2 separate regions of the Sus scrofa genome follow, and region 2 is linked to region 1. A link is a contact called in public HiChIP or PLAC-seq data. All regions are on one chromosome and are shown on one strand. The core of a region is the stretch at or near the end of the contact, and the rest is flanking DNA. Distances in the headings are between cores, read along the strand shown. Region 1 overlaps ARAP2 (arf-GAP with Rho-GAP domain, ANK repeat and PH domain-containing protein 2). Region 2 overlaps DTHD1 (death domain-containing protein 1).

The links. HiChIP or PLAC-seq counts read pairs in DNA pulled down with a chosen protein or histone mark.
Region 2: a contact with region 1 is called in an H3K27ac HiChIP or PLAC-seq map of alveolar macrophages. The contact joins two enhancer-like sites. A contact is called at or near these places in 2 of 47 Hi-C or Micro-C datasets (alveolar macrophages and embryonic fibroblasts) and 1 of 2 datasets of contacts at active chromatin or transcription factors (alveolar macrophages).

The regions. Positions count from the first base shown.
Region 1 is chr8:27,909,818-27,917,710 of Sscrofa11.1, reverse strand. It overlaps ARAP2 (arf-GAP with Rho-GAP domain, ANK repeat and PH domain-containing protein 2), which reads left to right. Exons shown (of 33, transcript XM_003128906.4): 7 at 4,140-4,209. Among named protein-coding and RNA genes, the nearest start is that of ARAP2, 47 kb to the left of the region's middle. Within about 2 kb of position 2,845, at least 9 of the 83 cell types and tissues checked have an H3K27ac peak or open chromatin away from gene starts, as enhancers often do. A contact at or near this core is called in alveolar macrophages, where this site is marked.
Region 2 is chr8:28,066,935-28,074,827 of Sscrofa11.1, reverse strand. It overlaps DTHD1 (death domain-containing protein 1), which reads right to left. Exons shown (of 10, transcript XM_003128908.5): 10 at 949-2,985. The coding sequence ends at 2,627. Among named protein-coding and RNA genes, the nearest start is that of DTHD1, 73 kb to the right of the region's middle. Within about 2 kb of position 4,162, at least 2 of the 83 cell types and tissues checked have an H3K27ac peak or open chromatin away from gene starts, as enhancers often do. A contact at or near this core is called in alveolar macrophages, where this site is marked.

The DNA of each region.
Region 1 (7,893 bases), core at 1,596-4,095:
CTCACGGCAACGCTGGATCGTTAACCCACTGAGCAAGGCAGGGTCTGAACCCGCACCTCATGGTTCCTAGTCGGATTCGTTAACCACTGCGCCATGACGGGAACTCCTCTCTCTCTTTTTTAACACTTACTAAATAAGCTCAAATAAAATTTGAGGGAAAGGCATAATTTATGTCAGCAAAAACTTTTAAAGTATTTTAGCAATCCCTGGTTGTGTCTAATAGATTAATTTTATGTAAATATACTAAACTTAGTTGTCTGATATTAGCCTTTGTAAATACATGAGAAAAATATTTAACTCTTGCATAGAAAAGATAATTCTTAGAGTTTTTGGATTCACATTTATTAACTTAAAACTGTACATTGACATTTAGAAGCACAGTACTTCTCAAAATCTCCCTTTTACATAGTTGAGGTTTTGATTAATTTATAGGGCTAACCCATGTTAAATCCAAGTTTCCATTTGCTAGAAAGGTGGATTATATTGTGAGAAAGGCTCTAACTGTAAGTTATTATCTTTAACTAATTACTAGAATTCAGTATTGAAGTTCACATATAGAAAATAGCTATTTGAATGTTGAAACATTTAATAAGTAAAAGATTAAACAATGTTTATATAAATTTAGTATTAGAAGCATTTGATTTATTAATTTGCATTTTTAAGTAGGAAAGTATCAAATGCATGCATCTTAATATATTTAAAAATGTTTAACTCTGAAATGTATTTTAAAATTATGTGGCGAATGTTTCAAGTTTTCTGTAGTGTCTACTTTTCCCCTAATAACAAGGTATTTTACAAAGTTTTTATTGTCATAAAAAGATCTGATCCTGAATGTTTGAAAAAAAAGCAAAAAATGAACTTAAGGGTGAAGTGGTTAAATTGGTGTTTGTTTCCTCTAATTTTATTAATGTAGTTGAGGTTTTGATTAAAACCTCAAAAGCTTGATGTGGGAGCCAGCCACATCAAGAGCAGGCAGGGCGCATTCCAAGTGGAGAAGATGGCATTTTTCTGTGACACGAATGTTAAATTCCTGGATGATGCCTCGGATCTCAAACTGTCTATCCAGATGGTGATGGAATTCTAAGAAAGCTTTTTGAATCCAAGTGGCCTCAACTAAACAAAAGACATGTTGCAGTATATTCTAAACTTTTTTTCACTCCATCATTTGGGATTTTAAACTTTGGATTTTTTTTCTTCATGGTCACACCTGTGGCATATGGAAGTTCCCAGGCTGCGGGTCGAGTTGGAGCTACAGCTACCAGCCTACCCACAGCCTGCCCATAACGCGGGATCCAAGCTGCAAATGCTACCTGTGCCACAGCTTGCAGCAATGCCAGATCCTTAACCTGCCGAGCAAGGCCAAGAATCGAACCTGCATCCTCACAGAGACCATGTCCGGTTCTTAACCCACTAAATCACAATGGGAACTGAAACTTTGAATTTAACTCTTGAGTTTTTAGAAGTTTTCCTGTCTTCTGCCCATCTTTTCTTTTACAAGATGCTCATTATTTGAGTGCTGGTTATTTGAGGTTTTATTTGTCTGTCATCTTGCTCTTAATGCTAAGGGGACATGTGCTTAATCCCCTCTCTCATTGAACAGATTCTTTTCTAGAAAGTGCCATATTTGATCTGTGTTAGTTGTTGCTGATCATATAATAGAGGATAAAACATCCTTGAACTTTGTCCTTGTAAAGCATGAGGGCTGATGTGGGAGACAGACACTAAGCAACTAAACAGATATGTGTAATTAGGGATTGTGTTAAGTGCTATGAGGAAAAGAAGAGGGTGCTTTGAGAGAGAATAACTTTGTGATTTGCTTTGGATTGGCTCATCTGGGAAGAAATGTCAGTATGGGTTTAGGTAGAACTCTAAGATAAGGTATAGTTAGCAAAGGAAACAGATGAGTAATAGGCAGTCCTAAGGCCTTTATCTCTTATAGATGTTGAGTATTTTTATTCTAACATGGAAGATTATATGTATTTCTGGGCTCTAGCTTACCACTGTTCACCATGCAAGGTCGGTGGGGGCCCTAAATGCAATCTCAATTCATAGAGTTACTGTTGAGATTGTGTGGGAAGAAGGCTATTTGCCTGCTTTTAAGTGCGACAGAGATCTACATGAAATGAGCTCTAAGTGATTTTGTTGAATGTAGAATTATTGTGCATGTGCTTAGTATTTCTTTACCTTGTAACTTTTAATGCTGGCAACTTGAAGAGCCCTTCAGTTTGGGTTGGTGAAGAAAGTAAAAACCAACAAGGTTAAGAAAACACATTACAGACCAGAAGAAGGTAATAAAAGAAGCAGAAGGCTGCGGGGATAAGATGGAAGGAGGGCTGGGGAGTTAATTGTGGTTACATAGTTTCAAGGTCTTCACATGTTTTTTTTTTTTTAATTAATGATTTTTATTTTTTCCATTATAGTTGGTTTATAGTGTTCTGTCAGTTTCTACAGTACAGCAAAGTGACCCAGTCACTCTCTCTCACACACACACACACACACACACACATTATCCTCCATCATGTTCCATCACAAGTGACTAAAGTTCCCTGTGCCATACAGCAGGATCTCATTGCTTATCCACACTAAATGCAATAGTTTGCATCTTTTAAACCCAGACTCCCTGTGGACATGTTCTTATTACTTCATGAAAAAAATTCAGTGCTTATATGTGAAAATGGTGTCCACACTAATGAATTTTGAAACTTTGATCAGCTTTGCTCTAATTTCATTTTAAGTAGAATAAACTGGCTAATGATCAGTGTGGGCGGCTTGCGTATTTCACTAGAGTAATAGGGGCGTGAGGCTCAGGAAACGGCCGGTGAGACAAGTTCTCCACACTTCCTGAAGTGCTTTTTCTATCTTTAAAGCTTTTGCAAACCTCAAAAAGTTAAACCATTTCCTTATCTTAAACATGTTAGAAAACTGCAGAAGGAAAAGGTAGACATGATTACTTACCCGTTTGTTTAGAAATGACTGTTTTTTGAAACAGAAAGTTAGTTTTCATATATTATCTGTGTTAAAGGCTAAAAGTATCTAGATTGTATCAGTTCACACTGAGAGTCATGTAGAGAATAAGATATTCAAGACCTTCAGGATTGCCTGACTTCAGGGAAGGGGACCTAAACAAAGCAACACAAAACAAGCCTAATAGAAATGGGTCTTCACTTTCCCTTTGTATAGTCAGAAAGGTGGTTTTTCTCCTTTATGCCTACATAGGGCACATATGATGACATTATTTTGTTTTTTTCTCATGTCAGTAACCATTTTAAACTTCATTTGCCTTGCATATAATCATTTTTTTTGCAAAATGTTAATGTTTCAGTGAATTTTGGATGATTGCAAATGATTCTCTATATTTAGACAGGGCTTTTTCAGCTTTTTTGATCAGAATTAAATAATATATCTATGTAAATCCAGTTGACAAATCTTTATTATTTCAGCAAAATATTATTCATACTCCAAAGCAAAAATTTAAATAATAAGATAAAATGTTATAAGATTAATGAAGGTTAAGAGTTTATATTACCTTCACTAAGGAATTATCTCCATTAAGGGCTGTGGGTGCAATGATAGTGTTTTCTGGCCACATTTGTATTCCACTCAATCTTACACATGTGGATGATGATACTGTTAGCAGTATCATTTTTTTTTTTTTTTGGTCTTTTTTAGGGCTACACCCATGGCATATGAAGGTTCCCAGACTAGGGGTCTAATCGGAACTGTAGCTGCCAGCGTACGCCAGAGCCACAGCAACACCAGAGCCACAGCATCGCGGGATCCGAGCCATGTCTGCGACCTACACCACAGCTGACGGCAACGCCAGATCCTTAACCCACTGAGCGAGGCCAGGGATCGAACCCACAACCTCTTGTTTCCTAGTCGGATTCATTAACCACTGAGCCACGACGGGAACTTTTTTTTTTTTTTTAACATACCTGGGTAAACTGATTAGAAAGAGTCATTGTGCTTATTTTCTTCCCTTCATACCATTGCCAAAATTGGACATTATCATGGCCTATTGTTTTCTTTGCTGTTTAACAGCAAATGGTAATGTACTCAATATGGTTATATCACAAATGTATTTAAAACCCAAGGTCATGGTTCTTAAATGTAAAATGACAATTTCATATATTTTACAGAAAACGCATGTTTCAGAAGAGATGGGTGAAATTTGACGGTGTTAGCATTTCTTACTACAATAATGATAAGGTAAGGATGTTTTACAGTTTTCCAAAATTGCCCTATGCATGCTCAGTGTACTTCCATAAACTAAGTATGTGATTTGGTCTTTAAGACTAGGAGTTGAAGTATCAACATGAAAAGAATTTGCATAAGATACGACATTTAACTCTTTTCATAGTCTACCTTTTCCCTGCCACATAAAATTGGGAATTTTAAAAGCTTATGTTCCTGACAATAATTTTTGGAATATATCCTACAAACTGTAGGAATTGCTGTAAGTGATAGCTACATAAGGAATTGTCTTTATCCTAGACAGCACTGAAACTGTTAAGCAGGACATGTTAAAGCAAGGAGAGGTTATTTTGTCCTCCAGAAGAGGTGCGGAAGAACCAAGGAATGCATCTTGCATGAGATTTCTAATTGCCATGGATTTTGAAGAAAGAAGAATGTTTGTACATAGAGAAACTAGAAAGAACAGGATTTGACAGCAGAGAGAACGAGATGCCCAGATTCTCTCATTGCAAAATGGTGTGGGTGAAGGGCATTAGTGGGAGATGACGTTGAGAAGAATGTGTTTGGTGTTAGAGCTCACTGAACATCTTGATGTACAGATGGTTAAAATTCCTCTTTAGGTTATTAGTGGGGTCTTAATAACATGATACTCTTTTGCTCATGTCCTTCTCATTAGGTGTGTGAATGCCTTTATACTTAAGAGATGTAGGCTGAAATACTTAGGAGTGAAGTGTCATTATATCCACAAATGTCTTTCAAATGTTTCCTACCTATATATTTTTATATTTACATATACACATATATGTATCTTTGCACACATGCATAGTTAGATAAAACAAAAAATGACAGTGTTAACAATTGTCAAATTGAGATAGAGGATATGAGTGTTTTGTTGTACTGATCTTTCGACTTCTATGTGTTTGAAAATTTCCTTACGTAAAAAATTGGAACTAATGTATATACTCCATTTTTTGTTAAAATCATATAATTTTACAATCTTAACTATATATGTTCTTTTAATATATTGATTTAACACTTAACCACATTCTCTTATGTCTAGTGTATAGTCTAACCTTATCTTCTCATTATTTAGAGATTTTCGCTGCGTAATATTGGTGTTATTTGTGGCTTGAATAGAGATATAGACTCCTTTTCATGTGTTGATTCTTAGGTACCACAAGGAAGAAGAGCATATGCTTTTAGACAGAAAGTCATATACACTGTGTGCTACAATCCCGAGAATACTAGAAAGTTTAGAGAAGTGTTCATTGGATTCACTTTACAATGATCCTGGTAAAGTGTCAAGTAGGTTTAAACACACCCCTTTGACGTTTGCAAGATGAGATGAACACTTTTAAAAGCTTGTTTTCTACTTTTGGTGTTGTTTTTGGTTTGCTTGTTTATTTGAATGTTGAGACAGTTTATGTGCCTATGATGGGTGCAAAGTAGTCTCTGTCTGATGCAGTCTGACCCCTGGTTTTCTTTAGCACCTTTACCCTTTTCTGGTTTCACTGAAATGAAGAAGAAAACTATTCAGGAGTGAGACAGGCTTCCGTGCTGTCAGGCTCTGTTGGTGTTGGAATCCTTATCCTCATTCGGGAGAGAGAATTTCTAGTATCTCTGACCAAGGGGACGCAGTCTGTCCTTGAAAAGGTCATCTCAACTGTATTGGGGAGATGAGTGGTTATCCACATTGATGCAGTAAAAGTGATGCAGCCTTGGTTTGAAATTGAGATTAAAAGTTTATGTTAAAATGAATTGTTACAAATTCTTTAGCTTGACATGAAAATTTAAAAAAAAATTGTTGTTTCCCATGGAATTTCATTCCTTTATTATTCAGATGATTGGTTTCATGTTGGCAAAACCCCCCAAATACTAGGATGAGTGTTTCCTAAAAAGAGAAATGTTTTCTGGTGTGACTCTTATGGCAAAAAGGGATGGATTGATGGACTGGGAAGAGGGGATTTCAAGGTCAGTTAACAGAGGGTTTTGATGTGACCACATCTTCTATTTCAGCCAGATGTGCAGTTTTCATGGGCCTATGCGTGGAGAGGTTGGGTCTTTCAGTGTTTAAATGTGCACTTGACGAGCATATAGTTGAGCTTTCAGGAGGTAGTTTGCAGAGATGCCTGTTTCCATAGTTTTCTTCTGCTTTCTCCAATGCTGCTCAATCATGTCTCAGCAAGGCCTTTTCATTGTATTACCGAAAATGGCATCATCCCAACAGCCTGGATAGCTTATCACCTGCCAAGAAATCTAATGCACCCCCATTCTTCCTCAGCTGTGGGCAGAATTGCCCTGTGGTCGTTTCATTGTCTGCAAGTGGTAGATAAATGACAAACTTGACCTAGATATCTGTGTGTTATAAGCTCAAGGGATGCTTTAGAATTTCTTTCCTTAAGGAAAATTTTTTATCTGAAAAATGCAGTCATTTTGCGCCTAGTGTCATTTAGTCTAGTTTTTTCTTTTTTTCTTTTCTTTTCTTTCCCTGTATTGTTTTTACTGTGTGTTAGAAGAGACTTACAAAATCAACTCTACAGTGTAAAAAATTATTTTAGAATCTCATAATAGATTATAAATGAGCCCTTTGAGAAATTACAGTTTCCTGAGGTTAAAGTGACATAGTATTTTACTTCTTAAGTACATTTTGATCACTTCTGGGGAATTTATTTTTCTGTTAGTCTTCTGTAAGTACTCACCTGTTGAACAACATTATTATAGGCATGTAGGCAAGTTGTTATATTTTTAAGGGATTTTTAAAAAAAATCTCTCTGAAGAGGTTTAGAAGGAAGAAAGATCTCCTTTTTACAATTCCTGTGTCTTTCCCTACAAGGCTGCTTGATTCTTCTCTACTGAAAAAATGGGTTAATGTTAACATTTTATTCAAAAAATAGTTTATTATCTCTCTAGAGATGTGTTTTTATAAGCTCCTCTAATTCTTAGGCAAAACGCAATTTGAGAATGGATCACCAGGAGGATAAAGTGTAAATAAATGTTTTTGGATATTCTGGATTTTTCACTGTCTGGTTTCATCCACTTCAAACCTAGAGTCAGAGAGGCCCTTTCATTTTCTCCAAGGATGCTATGCCCCTTCCCATGTCTGAGGTTGCCTGACAATATGGGAGACATTCCCTCCCTCTTGGTAATTGCTAGAGTCCTTAGTGGTGTAGTATTGATTGGTATTGGCCTTGTAACCCACCTGCATTTATTGAGTTTTCTTTATTAAGCCAATCATGTCATTGATTTCCTTGCGGTGACCTTTTTCAACAGTGTGGATACCCTGTAGGAAACCTGAGTCTATCTTTTCCTATATTTTCACCCCCTTGGTTTTGCACTTCCATCTGTATCTTGTTAGCCATTGCCATCCATGAGAATCCTGTGCACATGTCAAAACCCATCTTGCTCTCCTTCTCTATGAATCTTTGCCTTATTTTCTCCAACTGTGACATTTGAACAATGATGCGCAGGAAAGGGCAGAGGGAAAACAAGCTGAAATTAGAGAGGTAGATCAGGAGAGTGTGCAATAGATTAGGCATTAATTTATTATGGTTTACAGTGGAAGTGATAAAAAATGAACTTAGAAAAATACTAAAAATGAACAGTCAGTTTGTACAAGTTATATTGATTGGACATAGGATTTATTCATTCAGAAAATGTTTATGCAATTTGGATTATGTGAAAGGTGATGAAGACAATAGA
Region 2 (7,893 bases), core at 2,913-5,412, 160 kb before region 1:
TATGCATTTTTTAATTCTGGGGAATAAAACTTATGTCAGAGTGTGTGCCAAGGAGTGTGTGCCCATGAAGGTATGAATGTGAATGAGGTCTATGGCCATACCACCAGAACACATTCTGAATGTGAATGAGTTGTGTATGTGTATGTGTGTGAAAGAGAAAGCAAGCACAGGTTTGTGGCTGCGTATGTATATGTGAAGGTATACAGGTAATGTGAGATGGTGTGTGTGTGTGTGTGTGTGTGTGTGTGTGTGTGTTTGTGTGTGTGTCTGTGGGGTATGCATGTTAATGAGAGTATGCCTGAGCTGCGGGAGGAAGGTGTGTATGTGTTTGTGAAAGCATGTGTGAGAATGTACAAGTATTTCTGAGACTGTATGGGGGGGGAGCTCTAGGTGGAGGGAGTTGTATGTGAAGCAGTGTGTTTGGATGCGGGGGTGCCATGGGGATATGTGTATGACAGCGTATGAACACATATGAGGATGTACAGGTGGATAAGAGTCTGTGTTTGCTCAGGTAAGGTGCAGTTTTGTTTGTGAGAGGTGTGTGGGAGGGGAAGTGTGTGTTGGTATGAGTGAGTTTGAGTGTGGAGGTATGAGGACAGGGAGAAGAGGTGTGAGGAGTTGTGTGTGAATGAGCAAGAAGAGGGGAGGTAAGTTAGGCAATATATGTGAAGAGATAATGTGTGTTAGTGTGCGTGTGTGTGTGTGTGCATGTGTGCACACATAGGTGAGTGTGTTTACATGCATCTAAATACCCAGAAGTAGAAACAGTTCCTTGCAGAAAAAAGAAAAAATAAAAACTGGAGGAAAATATTTTCCTAATAGTAATCTCTAGTCATGGAATAAGAGGCAAATTTATTTTCTTGACTTTTTTTTTGGTTATTTTGCAATCAGAAAAAAAATGAACATTTCAGTCTATTTTCTTTTTTTTTTTTTTGTCTTTTTGCTATTTCTTTGGGCCGCTCCCGCGGCATATGGAGGTTCCCAGGCTAGGGGTCGAATCGGAGCCGTAGCCACCTGCCTACGCCAGTGCCACAGCAACGCGGGATCCGAGCCGCGTCTGCAACCTACACCACAGCTCACGGCAACGCCGGATCGTTAACCCACTGAGCAAGGGCAGGGACCGAACCCGCAACCTCATGGTTCCTAGTCGGATTCGTTAACCACTGAGCCACGACGGGAACTCCTCAGTCTATTTTCTTCATTCCCAAAACACGTTAAAAATATGATACCTTTCTGGAAACACAGAAAGGCTCCTCAGAGTCTTTTTCATAGGAATGTGTTTGAAAATTGGAATTCTCTTTGTTAACATAACCATAGATATCTAAGTCTCTGGTTAATTTATAGGAGGAAATCCTTTCTTTAAATTTGAGAACCATATAAAGTGTTTATTGTTTCATGTAATTTCATTACCCTTCAGGTATTTCAATAACCGAGACTCATCATTGCTAATATTTGCAAGCCAAGGCCTGTCGGTCCCCCACGAGTGAACTGGTGGTGCTAATGCAATGGCCCATTCGTGTCATGCTGTGTTGGGGAACTAAAGTGCTCTAGGTTTTCCCAAGTCTCAATACATAAACACTTAACATTAACGAGGATTATCAGTGATAGAGAGTCTTATGTAATTAGTATTTTTTTCCTTGTAGCTTTGTGTTTTTTACAGGCAGGTTTTAAAAAAAAATAATGACCCATAAGGGCTTATGTAATAAGGTTTCTGTCAAACTGATTTGGTAGCAGGTTGTTTTCCTCAGTACAAAAGGCCCTGAGTTCTTTCACTGATGCATCCTTGTCTCTCTGCTGTCTCATCTGACCAATAATAATAAAAAAAAATGAGGTTTGCCCTATTTTAGGCTATATTTTACAAGAAAGGTTTGTGACAATACATGGATGAAGGGTCATTCTAGTTTTAATTGATTTCAACCTTGGCTGTTAAACTGATTTGCTCTCATTCACATCAGGTTTCTGCAGCTCACTTTATTTGTATTGTTACTTGTGGGTTCCATGGTTTGCACATTACATGAATTAGTTTCTTGGAGTACTGGATGACATGTTCATTTTTATTTAGATAAGAATAAAAAAAAAGGAATTCTGTAGATTACACCTTTCCTTTATATTTAAAAAGCAACCTAGGACTTCCTGTTGTGTCTCAGCAGAAACAAACCAGACTAGTATCCATAAGGATGCGGATTCAATCCCTGGCCTCCCTCAGTGGGTTAAGGATATGGCATTGCCATGAGCTGTGGTGTAGGTGGCAGACACCACTAGGACCTGGCATAGGCTGACAGCTGTAGGTCAGATTTGACCCCTAGCCTGGGAACTTCCAAATGTTGCATCTACGACCCTTAAAAAAAATTTTTTTTTAATTAAAAAAAATAAAAAGCAACCTATCTATTAAAATATAAACAGGGCAAGCTCTGTTACAACTGATAATAAGTTTGGCTGAACTCTGGACGGTCACACCTGCAGAACGTATATCACTGAACCGTGAAAGAGGAAGCCAACCCACAAATGGTTTTGTCTGATTACCGCCTCTTCACTTGTCTCAATAACACATCTATCACATAGATTCACTTCAGACATTACTTGGACACTGCTAGTAACACGTTGACAGAAGCCATCCTCAAGCCAGCTACAGCCCTTCTTCTAGGGCAGAAGGAGCCACAGGGCTTTCCTCTGCCCCATCAGACCACCGTGGTGGTTCAGTGAACACTTTATTTTCCCACTTGAATTTGAGCTCTCCTGAAAGGTCACTCCTGCCTATCTTGCGGAGATGGCGAGCTAGAAGGCGAAGTTTGTCGGTGGAATTTGGGAGTGATCTTTTCCAGAAGCAGAGAAGTTCGTAGGTCTGTTCTGCAAGGTCATTGGGGGCCTTCAGTTTGATGAGCTGAACGGTGCTGCGGCGCAGCGGGAGGGATGCAGAGAGACACAGCGCGTTTTCTTCTGAGAGCTCCTCCGACAGCCAGTAGAGCAAGCTGTTCCACAGGGCTTCTGCCGGCACACGGGGAACACTCATTGTCAGGACCCTTTCGCGGGGGCGGGAGTGGGGGCAGGGGTCGGGGGGAAGGGGTGTGTGCTCATCTAGCCCTCCACCTGGTCATGGGAAATCTACTCAATCTCTGGTATGTCCTCTGAGCAGCAGAATAATTGGGGACCACCCAGATGGACAGTTGAGAGACTCTGAGTCCCTGGGCTTTCCGGGGTCTTCTGAGGGACCCACCCATTGCAGAAGGTTAGAAGTGCTTCTCAAATTTTAACTTTCCTGAGATCCGGGCAGGCTTGTTAAAAATGGGCTTTAGACCTCCGCCCCAGAGAGTCTACTTAAGTAAGACTAGAATGGGGCCCAAAAATTGGCATTTTTAACAAGCTCCCAGATGATGCTGATACTGAGGCCTGACTTTGAGTAGCACTATGTTAAAAGAGTTTTTTTTTTTTAGGCTCAAAAAATACTTCTCTTAATTCGTACTAACATAATGTATAAATTATACTAGCAGCTGCTCCATCTTCACACCCCAACCTCCCCAACTACATATGCACACAAACGCACCAAGATCCACTTCCCAAAGAGCAGTTCTCTGGAAGGTCCTTTACAGAGAACCTGTATTGCCTGGTTCTGGACTATTGAGAAACTCTACCATCTCTGAATATACCCTGTATGTTCAGCATACCCCTTCCCTTACTCCATGACTCCTGTCTACCACCAAACTCATGATTCCAATCTTCTGCTGTTTGCTTGTCATTTTATTTCATTCTCTAGCTCAGATCCATCACTCTCAAGAGGTCCCCCAAGTCCTACTATCTCCCTCCTTCCATATGTCAACACTAAGCTGCTTCAGAGTCACTTTCTCTCTCTGTCATGCAAACCCCTGCAGCAGTTTCCCTGGTTTGGTATGAGGAAAGAATTCTATGTCCACCTTCTTTTACCCATTCTTTCCAACTATCTCCTCACATAAACTGCACCTGCATTTACATCATGCCACTTTTCTATGAAAGCTACCCAGGAAATGGAGTCATCTTTCCTGTTTTCACTTTCAAACCAACATTCTGCTTCCATCTTGCCATATATTCATTTTAATGTCCCTGCTGCCCGCATAAGCCTTCCTCTCCCCTTCCACATCATTTCTCTCTTGCCGTTGCCAGGCAGAAGCATCAGCAACCCTGCTGACAATCAGTCACACCGCTGACCACATGCTTTCCTAATCCTGTCCACATCAATGACCTGTGTGGTAACCCCATATGAGAAACCAACTTTCATGACCAATCCTTATGTTTCATGATCAGCTACCGCTATTCTATCTCCATGGCTTCAACTTATCAATATTACTGCTAACCAGTACCTCCTAAAATTCCACAGCTTCTATTCCTTTGCTCCTGCTTCATATGCTTCTTGCCTCATCACCAGTACTGCAAGTCCTTCTTTAAGGCTCCCAGTCATTCCATCATCTGTCTCTGTACCCATACTTCCCCTAAAGATCAGCTTTGTGATTCAATAATGGTCTTGCATCCACCTTAAAGCCTGCTGTCCTCTTTAGCTTTCAGTGTTCTCAATTCGTCAGTCACCAATCCTGCCTTACTCACACTGCAGTCAGCCACTGGGATGCCCAGGGTTATGAAACTATACTGAGTGTGGTCAACAAACTCTATGCTTTGTACACAATTTAAGCCTTTAGTAGCTTACAAATCCATTAAAACATCCGATTCCTGAATTTGGTTTCAAATTTTCCACAGCAATGACACAAAACTTTTCTGCCATCCTTAAACCCCAGTCTCACTCTTATTCTCACCCAACCAATGCCTGTTTCTCCTAACATTACCTAAAGCCACTTGACCTGAATTCTTCTAACCTTGTTTTCACTTCAAAATCACTGTCTTTACAAAATCACACTCCTCCACATTTGCCAGGTGCCATCTCCCACATGTTTTTTCATCAAAAAATTTCCCTTCACACCTGTTCCTTAACCACCTCCTCCATCAGGTTCTTTCCATGGTTCCCACAAGCCCTCTTAGGCCTCCCATTTCTGATGCTGTTTCAAGCTCTCAGGCTCTCTCTTCCCTTCTTTCTACCAAAAAGTCTTTTCACGCCTAATGTAAACTTGTTGCCTTAAGTCCATCACCATCACCTCACTCCTTAAGCCCTTACCTTATGAGTTATATATCCTCTTTTAAAGCTCTATTAAAGCCTTACTTTCTGATCTTTCTAGAGTTCTCCTAAATACTGCTTTCAACAACTCATTCTCATTCTGCATCTTCTCTGACTTCCATGGAGCATTTAATCCTTCCCTGGGGTTCCACGGCCTGCCCTGGTGTTCCGTCTCCCTATCTTTACCCTTTGCTGACTCTCTTCCTCCTGATAGTGCTGAGTGACTGCTTCTCCTCTCAGGCCCCTTCTACTTCTGTCCCTTCCCCCTTAGCAATTGCCTTAGCCATCTCCTGTATATGGAATATCCCAGATCTACCATATCTTCATCTTTGGTTCTGTTTCCCTGCATCCTAGTACAGGCATAACCAATTTTCTCATGCTTTGCTTTACTGTCTTTCAGATACTTCATTTTTTACAAATTGAATTCAAGCTTTTGGCAACCCTGTGTATAGCAAGTCTACAGGCGCCATTTTTCCAACAGCATTTGCTTACTTTGTGTTTCTATGTCACATTTGGGTAATTCTCCTGGTATTCAAACTCTTCCATTAATTTCTGTTAGAGTAATCCGTGATCAGTGATTGTTGATGTTACTATTGTAAAAAGATTAGGACTTGCTGAAGGTTCAGATGATGATTAGCATTTTTTAGCAACAAAGGATTTTTTAATTAAGGCATGAACATTGTTATTTTAGATTTAAGACTGTTGTGCACTTAACAGACTACAGTATAGTGTAAACCTAACTTTTATGTGAGCTTGAAAACCCAAAAATTCATATGATCTACTTTGAATGATACTCACTTTATTGTGGTGAGTTGGAACCAGACTTTCAATATCTTCGAGTTATGCCTATGTAACATTTGCAATATTTATCTCCTAATTATATTTACCAGTTTATACCACAACCAGTTCAAATCCCATATTTCTAAAATCAAAATCAACTTTTGGGGAGTTCCCGTCGTGGCGCAGTGGTTAACGAATCCGACTAGGAACCATGAGGTTGAGGGTTCGGTCCCTGCCCTTGCTCAGTGGGTTAACGATCCGGCGTTGCTGTGAGCTGTGGTGTAGGTTGCAGACGCAGCTCGGATCCTGTGTTGCTGTGTCTCTGGCGTAGGCTGGTGGCTACAGCTCCGATTAGACCCCTAGCCTGGGAACCTCCATATGCCGCGGGAGCGGCCCAAGAAATGCCAAAAAAAAAAAAAAAAAAAAAAAAAAATCAACTTTGGTCTTTTCCTTTCTCCCCCACTTTCTTAGTGAATGTGACCTCTCAGCTGAGAATGCCAACGCAGGTAATATTATTCCAATTTCTCAAAGCATATGTATTTTTTCATTTTGGCTGTCCCACAGTGTTTGTGACCTACACTACAGCAACGCAGGATCCTTTAACCCACTGTGTCAAGCGGGGGATTGACTTGCTTCCTGGCACTGCAGAGATGCCACCAATCCTGTTGTGCCACAGTGGGAACTCCTCAGAGTCTATTTCTTATCTCTTATCACCTCCACCAAGTTTTATTTGTCCTAACTCTAAAAATATCTCAGATATCTCCCCCACTTTCCAGCCTGACTCTGTTTTAATCATACCCTACCTTTTTATTTTCTGGAGTACTACAGGAACCAGAGTTCTAACTCACATCCCTGCTATCAGTGTAGACGGACTTTAATCTCATGCACAACTAATAGAAGTTGTCAGGGTCTAACCTGATCTTATTCATTCCTTATTAATAAACCTCTTTTAGGCTCCTTCATTGTCTTGACTTCTTATCTTGTCATTTAAAACTGGTCATAGTTCTATGCTGCTCTCATGTCGGCTACCATCACCTTGTCCTCTCTGGTGGTTGTTGACAGTGGTAACAGGATGACTTTTATTTGACCATCAAGTTCTTCAAAAGTTAACAACATTATTAAACTTGCTGGGGTTTCATCTACTGCTCCTGTTGTTTTAGTGGATTCTTTTTCTTTTTTTGGGGGGGGACTTTGGTATTTTTTCTTTTGTTTTTTCTCTATCACCTGCTCTCTCTTTGAAAAATAACTTTATCGCCTCTGAGAGAGGATATAATGCAAAGGTTTATTCCCATCCTACTCACTTCTAACTTAATTCAGTAAAGTTTGTACATTCTCTGTACAAGTCCATAAAGATAACCCCTGAATGGAATATTATACCATTAGGGCATCAGGGGTGAGACTGACACAGTAGTTAAAACACATTCACTGACGTATTTTGAAAACCAAAAAATTATTATAGTAGTACCTATCAATAGCACAAAAATGAATTGTTTCAAAGGCTAAAATAGAATAAAAGTGTCAAATTTTACCCTGAAATATGTATCATTGTTATGCAATTAGGTTACCCATAACCACAATCAAATATGTTTCCTTTGTGGTTTCATACCTCTAATATATACCTCTATTTAAAATTTATTTTAAGATTTAAAACCTAATTGTCAACATTTCAGAACAAACCACAGTAGTCTATTTAGAAAACAAAGGAATTATTAGTTATCTCAGTTAAATAATACTTAATAGAGTTCATACTTCTCATAGAATTTTAACAAAATTTTAATTGCATCTACATTCAACAGTTTTTTGCTTATATCTCCATGACTTCTGAAGGAAAACTCATTTATTAGGCTTATGATAATAGATAATTAAAAAATAATTATTTACTTGCAAATTTCTCTATTCTTTTTAATCAAAAGAGTCACATAAAATATAAAATATAAGAGGAAAAGAGCACCACCATAATGAGGACACAGAAATTATTC